2 separate regions of the Danio rerio genome follow, and region 1 is linked to region 2. The links are chromatin contacts, called in public Hi-C maps. All regions are on one chromosome and are shown on one strand. The core of a region is the stretch at or near the end of the contact, and the rest is flanking DNA. Distances in the headings are between cores, read along the strand shown.

Region 1 (3,840 bases), core at 1,328-3,827, 98 kb after region 2:
CAATAACTAAAACATCTTCACTACTTTCAAGTTACATTAGGTAAAACAATCAAATATACATCAATGTGCTCTTCTGGATAAGTCTGGTTAATTATACCAATTGACACGTACCAAAGAAGGTCCTCACTCATTAATTTATTTAATAAGTTGAAATAAAATCAAACTGCCTTTGCACATTCGCCAGGTGGACTCTATATCCAATTTTAAATCTCAGATAAAAATGTTTTTGTTTAGGATAGCTTTTAACGATTTGTGGTTTATGTTAATTGTTATTTTAATACTTGTATTTTTTATGATGTGCTTGTGATCTGCTGTAACATGTCTTTGAGTGCTTTCGTCAGTGTCACATTAGGTAATACATAATATTTAACATAAAATATGCAGAAAGCAACATTAATGATCAAACAGATAAATACAAGTGTTTACAAGACATAAACACCCAGTAGATCAGGTGGCATTTCCTTCACAGCCCAGTGATTTATAGGCCAACCAACAATACAAAACCATTCATTACTTCCCTTCCTCATCTCACCTGACAACATAAAACCAATAAACCTTCCTCTCTCCAGAACTGGACAATTTTTGTAAACATACTGAGTGAAAAGAGGCCTTCGGTTTTCCAAGAATCATCAAAGTGTTCAAAAACCAAAGTTCATGCCGCAAAAACTGCAGAACCAAAATATAAGCATTTTTCACACGCCCTCAGAGTCAAGACAGGTATGCTCATGCAGCAGTAACAGGCCAGAACACACATGAGGCTTCTGAGCTCAAAGGCTCCTCATAGGCAGGATCTGCCCTCCACAGCAGGTGAGGTGTCTGACCCACCGTAGACCAACAACATCGGCCCAAACTCACAGCCTGCAGTAATAGGTGGCTGCGTCGGGTTATGTAGCACTAGGAGGAGATTCAGAAACAGCTTTGATGCCAATTGGTTTCAAATTGAATAGGCTTCTATTTCAAGAGAGATTCATGTTTTGAAAATAAAGCAATGATATGTGTTCTCTAAATACAGCTAAGCCATTTGGGTGGTACTGATGGATCAGCATAATTAGAGTCAGTGAATGTTTTTCTGGGAATGCAAACAAAGACAAAATCACAAGCCCACAAAGAGACCAATTTCTCTTTATAAAATCTCCATGGCCGCTACTTTACTGCCTGATGTAAACATAATGAAATTAAAAATAAGCCCCGCTCTAAACAGAAAAACACTGCAATACCCTCATTTTACTACTGAAGCAAAATGATGCTTTCATGTGCAAATAAACCAGTTGAGCTGATATGAGATTTATTTAGAATGTATCTTGTTACATAGTCTTAACACATTTGCAATACCACATTCCTTGTGTGCCTGATATGTGAGCCACCTAAGCATGACGATTAAATATCTGCATGAAGAACGAGGCAACCCGCCCAAAAGAGCGACAAGTGCAGCACGTAACAAAGAAAGATGATGATGGAACAACAGGTGGCTCCCAAACAGACTAATGTGGGGGTTCGACACCCGTAATTCAAAGTCCTAAATGGGGGTTGAAAGGAGATGATGGGTGCCTTTAAAATATGTTTTCGCTCTGGATATGATTCTAACAAACAAAGTTTGAGTTAACGAGATCTCCAGGTGCGTTTGCCCGCGAACACAAATCACCTTTGCGTGAGGAGGTAACCATGGCAACAGCTGCAATATCGTCTTAATTTGTCGGGAGTACATAATAAAAAAACATAATTATTGATATTATGCGTTATTGTGGATTTTGCAGGACACTGGGGTGGTCTTTTGTTAAAAATAGCTGAAGTAGTTATCTGGGGCAGAGAACGATTGAGCGATGTGAACCTCAAACTAGGACTGCGCCCAGAAAATCACTGACGCGTTTGAAAAGTTGTGCTCCTTAAAAGTCACTCCGAAAACCACATTTATAATCCATATCTCTTGCAAATAGTTCTAAAGTAACAAGAAACAGCGCTGAAAATCGTCTACGGAGAGCTCTGTGTAGAAAACACCCCTGAAAAAGTCAAAGCAGGTTAAACGGCGGCTGAAAATAGCGCGTAATCAGCGGCTTACCTGCGGGCGCAGCGCAAGCGAGAACAGGCAAATCACAGTCCAGTGTAGTCCGCGCTTTACATCCCTTATCATTGCCCTAACAGCACTCCTTCTGTCCGAACTCGAGCTTTCCCAAGAGTGCCAACTCTTTCGGTCTCTATCCAATCTCATAGCTGACATTTGCGCACTTGTCCTGTGCGCGCTGATCAGCCTTGTCTTGCTTGGTGACGCTTTCTTTACACTGTCCATCTGTCCATCATGAAGACACGGCGTGAAAACGGGCATATGAATGATGCTCACTCAGGTAAGTAAGACCACCAAGGTCTTTCCACACTCCGCGCGGAGTCCAGGGCGCCTCCTCCTCCTCTTGCTCTTCCTCCTTCCACCTGCTGCAGTTAAGAGGCTTTGTATGTTAGACCTGCTGACCTATAGACTTGAGCTTTCATCCCATTTACTTTCCCAGTGACTGAAAGCACTTCTTTACTCTCGCGTCAACCGGATAGGCTGTGCTCTCAAAGCAAAGCGCTGCAAGAGCAAGACTGCGCATCGCCTGGGAAGCTGTAGCGGTTAAAGTTGCCAGTAGAGGGTGTGTCCTCCGCATGGGTATATCCGTCACCTATCTTGAAAATAATACCCGATTTTCTGTGAGGCTACGTATTTAGAAATGTAAAATCTATCCACGTATCCAGGCGTATTTTTGGAGTTTGTTAGTGTTAAGAGTGCTGCTACACCCCGACCAGTTTCACAAATGGGTAATTCTTCAAATACAGACACTCATATATCCAAAATATAAAGGCTATAATTTTGTTCAAATTTCTCTTTCTTTGTCAAACTAACAATAAAACCTAGCCTATTTTTTTTTAAATGTACTAGCTTTCTGTTATATGTTTTTCGTATTATTCAACCTCCTTTTAGGTGTCAAAATTACTGTTTTCGCCTCACACATCCAGAGTTTAAAAACTTCAACAATTAAAATATCATTTTAAAATGTTATTTATCTGGTATCTATTATTGTATCTTAATTAAGCACTTGTGAAATAATTTAAATATTTTATACTTATTAATGTGAGACTATTATCAATATTGTTTTTATACAAAACATAGCTGTCGCACAGTATTATATATTTCCACCACAACACTGTAGTCGCTTTAAAAAGTTTGTGTGAAAGATTATTTAGGTGGTTTCTATGAAAATGATTAGTGTCATCACTATTGTTTAAGATGGAGGGAATTAAAATTTGTAGCAATAACACTTGAAGAAAAATCTAAATAAATATTGCTTGATAAGGAAATACATTTATTCTACGTCATTTCCAAACATGCTGTACCTTCAGAGATGTTTTTAAAAACCAAACAAAATTAAGGTAAATAAGATTGTTTTGTATACATGAAAGGCTAGTATCAATTCAAAGCTAATCCTTGAAGCTATTTCTCACAATAAACTGTTCAAATGTCATTTCCACCACTGTCATTTCCACCACCACACACATTTTTAAAAATATATTTGAAAAGTTCTCATCACACGTTAAAAATGTATTCACAATGTATAAGTTCATGCTCTATTTAATATACAAATTCAGTTTATTTATTTTCTAAAAAGCTCTTAACCAATTTAATCCTACATTTTAGTGTAACAAGTGTACAATTCAGCATACATCTAATTTATATCATTGACAAACGCATAATTATTGTATATATTGTAGAAAGGTTGGTTAAACTACATACAAAAAAGATCTTAGACAATGTTTGACTGAATATTGAGTTGTGGTGGAATTGACATTTGTTCAGATCACGATGGAAAAAAA
Region 2 (3,894 bases), core at 59-2,558:
TACAGCAAACCTGTTGGTTTGCAGCAAGCATTTTAGTCTAGAGAGCTGGACAAGAATTGGAGAATGGCAGAGTTTGTCTTTTATCAGTTGAGCTTGTTACCATTCAGACACATCGCCTATATCCCTGCTGCTGTGTTCAACTATGTTTAAAATTCTTTAGATTTCCAGCAGGGTTATGATTGGAATAAAGAGGGACCTACTTTGACACCTCTGCGCTCAACACCCATTATGAAGCTTTTTTCTTTTTTTTAATTCTGAGGTAGAATCAAACCGAAAGAGGAGGTATCATGGCCCTTTAAAATGGTTCCTCTCACCCCAAACAACATGTTTGATTTGATCGGGCCCTAAGCACCCATAACAATATCAAGCTGCAAGCAGCAGTTTGCCTATTTATAACATTGTGAATTTGTGCTGCAAAATCCACAATTGCTATCGTTTTATTATGCTATAATACTTTAGTATGTTTATTAATGTTGTTGTAGTTATTATTATTTAAAGAATTTTATTACAGCTCCTAAAACTCCACTTTTAAAATGCTCTTGTGTCTTAGTTGGCATTATCTTCAGCAGGTATGCTGTGTAAACTCTAATGGTAGACGGCTGCTTCTCACTCAGGGCTGTTAATGCTAATGTGGGAAAGATTGTCACTAATGGCCGGGGCTTTCCCCCTCTGATGTCATGTACATGTTTACCATTTGAGGCTGGCTATATTCACAGACTGCTGCTACACAACTGTGTTTAAACATTGTGTAAAAAAAAGCTTCTTGATAGGTAAGTTTTGCCTTTCAGCAAGCTTAAGGTTAGGAATTTTAAAAGGTCGGTGACCACTAATTTATGACTATGATCACTGACTATGTATATTTACTGTCCACCCTAAACACTACACCTTTATTCTTTCTGATTTTGACAGTATTGTAACAATGTGCTCCTTTTATAAAGCTGCTTTAAAATTATATTTATTGTAAAAAAAAGTGCTATACAAATAAACATAAAATAAAAATAAACATAAAACAAGAATAAAATGTTTTGAATTGTAATAGTATATGTATTTTTGGCTATTGCCATAAATATACATATGCAACATTAAACTGGTTTTGTGCTCTAGGGTCACACATGTTTAGTCTGTGTGTGTGTGTGTGTGTGTGTGTGTGTGTGTGTGTGTGTGTAAAATTCACATAAACGATAAATGACAAGTGCCTGTTTTAGCCTCCGTTTCCAAAAAGGCACTCGGCTCACATTCTGTTTACCCAAGACTATCAGCTTACACCTCTACAAAGCCCTGACAAAACCCCATGCGTGGGTCCAGATCTGCTAATCTGGATCAATTTACACAAACAGTGCCTTTGCTGTAAGCGGGGAGTGATATTCATGACTCTGTAAACCCTTGCTGTTGGGCAGAAACTCTTCTCAATTATCTTAAAAATTAAAGAAAAAATTAATAAAATATTTAAATTATATCTCAAATTATGATTATAATTATTATTAAATTATTAATTCATTTTATTTTTGGCTTACTAATTAATATATTTTTGGCTTATTAATCAAAGGTCGCCACAGAGGAATGAACCTCCAACTTATTCTACCTATGTTTCACACAGCGGATGCCCTTCCAGCTGCAACCCATCACTGGGAAACACTCATTCACTCATTCACACACATACACTACAGACAATTAACTTACCCAATTCACCTATAGTGCATGTCTTTGGACTGTGGGGGTAACCAGAGCACCAGAAGAAAACCCACGCAAACACGGGGAGAACATGCAAACTCCGCAAAGAAATGCCAACTGAATGCCAGCGCCTCAAACCAGTGAACTTTCTGCTGTGAGGCAACAACGCTACCCACTGCGCCACCGCGCTGCCCTATTATTATATTATTAAAATAAAAATCTGTAGATATTGAGAAACATTGAGAAACATCTTACATTATTTTTTTCCTATTACTGTTCCTAGCCTGCTGATTAACAATGTTTGATATTGATTAAATTGTTTTTACAGAATCATTCAAGAATTAAATACTCAATTGGCATCACAATAAATTATATAAATATATTATTTTTTTAAATGAATTTATAATAAAAAGAATAAAATATTAATAAAATAATAATTTTCCCAGAGATGGGTTGCAGCTGGAAGATCATCCGCTGCGTGAAAACTTGCTGGATAAGTTGGCGGTTTATTCCGCTGTGGCGACCCCGGATTAATAAAGGGACTAAGCCGACAAGAAAATGAATGAGTGAATTTTTTTTTTTTTTTTTAATAATTTATATAAATAATTATTTTTATAATTTAATTGGATAACTAATAAAATCTCTAGACAGACATAAAGGGTGACCAATAGCAATTATTTATAAAAATATATAAATGTGAAGATACAAAGTTTCTGCCTGACAGCAGCAACATTCAAATCAAGTACCATTTTGTGACATATTATTTATAATAAAACATGTTTAATGCAGTTAATTTGTAACAAAATCATAATACTTTAACACAAACTTTAACTCATAAAGTTTGACATTATTACTGTTTCATTCTGCTATCATCAGCTTTGAGTTGTCAAGACATGACAGAGATGGTTTTGTCAGGAACCCTGCACAGAAGTAAAGATTCATAAACTAATTTCGAGAGGAGCACATGATATGATTGTGCACCGCTGGCCACTCATCCATAATCAGTAATAATCCGATCAGAATGATCCTAACTTAATACAAATGGATCACTTTCTCCTTATTGCTCTATCTTCGTTTTGGAAGAATCCTCCCTTTCCACCCTATCTCCTCCTTTTTCACCCCTTCTAAAGGGGGAGCGATCAAGACCTACCTGATCTCGGATCTCCTGATATGCTTCTAGACCAGGCAGGAGACCTGGGCTTAAATATCTCCGAGCTCAGGGTTCTCTCCCGGGACAGCATGCCAAACCTGCTATAAATGCCAAGCATATCTATGTGGAACTCTTGAAATGATTGACTGACAGCTGATAATAGCAGATATTTCAGATAAAATATAGTGTTTTCCTATTTTATTGGCATCTGTCAAGTAGTATTTTATATGGCAGAGCTACTCCATCCACTTTATTGGGTTTGAAATAAAACTATTTTATTTTAAAACATCACAAATGTTTTTTGCCTATATTTTATTCTTTATACACAGTTAAAGTACATTTGGTATGTGTTTTCTTAATAATAATTCAGTTCTGCAAGGAATTATTACTTTCCGAAAAGTAAGAAGATATTTAAATGGCTATAAATTATTTGTATTTCAAAAAAATGCTGTTTATGGATAATAAATTATCCTCAACACCAAATCAGTAATTTATAATCATTGGTGAAGGATTGTTTAAGAATAAATCACATTTCAAAATATAATGAAATAGTTTTAAGTATTTATTATATTTTATCGTTGTGATGCTTTTTTTAAATCAAATACACCCTTGCAAACATTTATGATTTCTTTCAAAAACATTTAAACACTTATTAATGTGTACAACAACACGGTGACTCAGTGGTTAGCACTATCACCTCACAGCAAGAAGGTCGCTGGTTCGAGTGCCAGCTGCGTCAGTTAGCATTTCTGTGTGGAGTTTGCATGTTCTCCCCATGTTGACGTGGGTTTCTACCGGGTGCTCCAGTTTCGCCCACAGTCCAAAGACATGTGCTATAGGTGAACTGAATAAGCTAAATTGTCCATAGTGTATGAGTGTGAGTGAGAGTGTAAGGATGTTTCCCTGAACGAAGTTGCAGCTGGAAGGGCATCTGCTGTGTAAAACATATACTGGATAAGTTAGAGGTTCACTCCACTGTGGCGACCCCAGATGAATAAAGGGACTAAGCCAAAGGAAAATGTCCTGACATATGTACTTTAATTATTAAACGTCTTACAAGCATAGCCTATTAT

Evidence for each region. Hi-C and Micro-C count contacts between places; a contact is called where the count stands out from the background.
Region 1: a Hi-C map of embryo shows a contact between it and region 2, with 2.2 times the contacts expected there. The contact joins the promoter of LOC100535882 here to the enhancer-like site in region 2.

Annotation. Positions count from the first base shown.
Region 1 is chr18:38,306,212-38,310,051 of GRCz12tu, forward strand. LOC100535882 reads right to left here and starts at 2,578. Exons shown (of 14, transcript XM_003200473.7): 1 at 2,057-2,578. The coding sequence starts at 2,320.
Region 2 is chr18:38,209,578-38,213,471 of GRCz12tu, forward strand. All of the region lies in intron 6 of LOC100535882, which reads right to left. Among named protein-coding and RNA genes, the nearest start is that of tbrg1, 62 kb to the left of the region's middle. Within about 2 kb of position 1,309, at least 3 of the 62 cell types and tissues checked have an H3K27ac peak or open chromatin away from gene starts, as enhancers often do.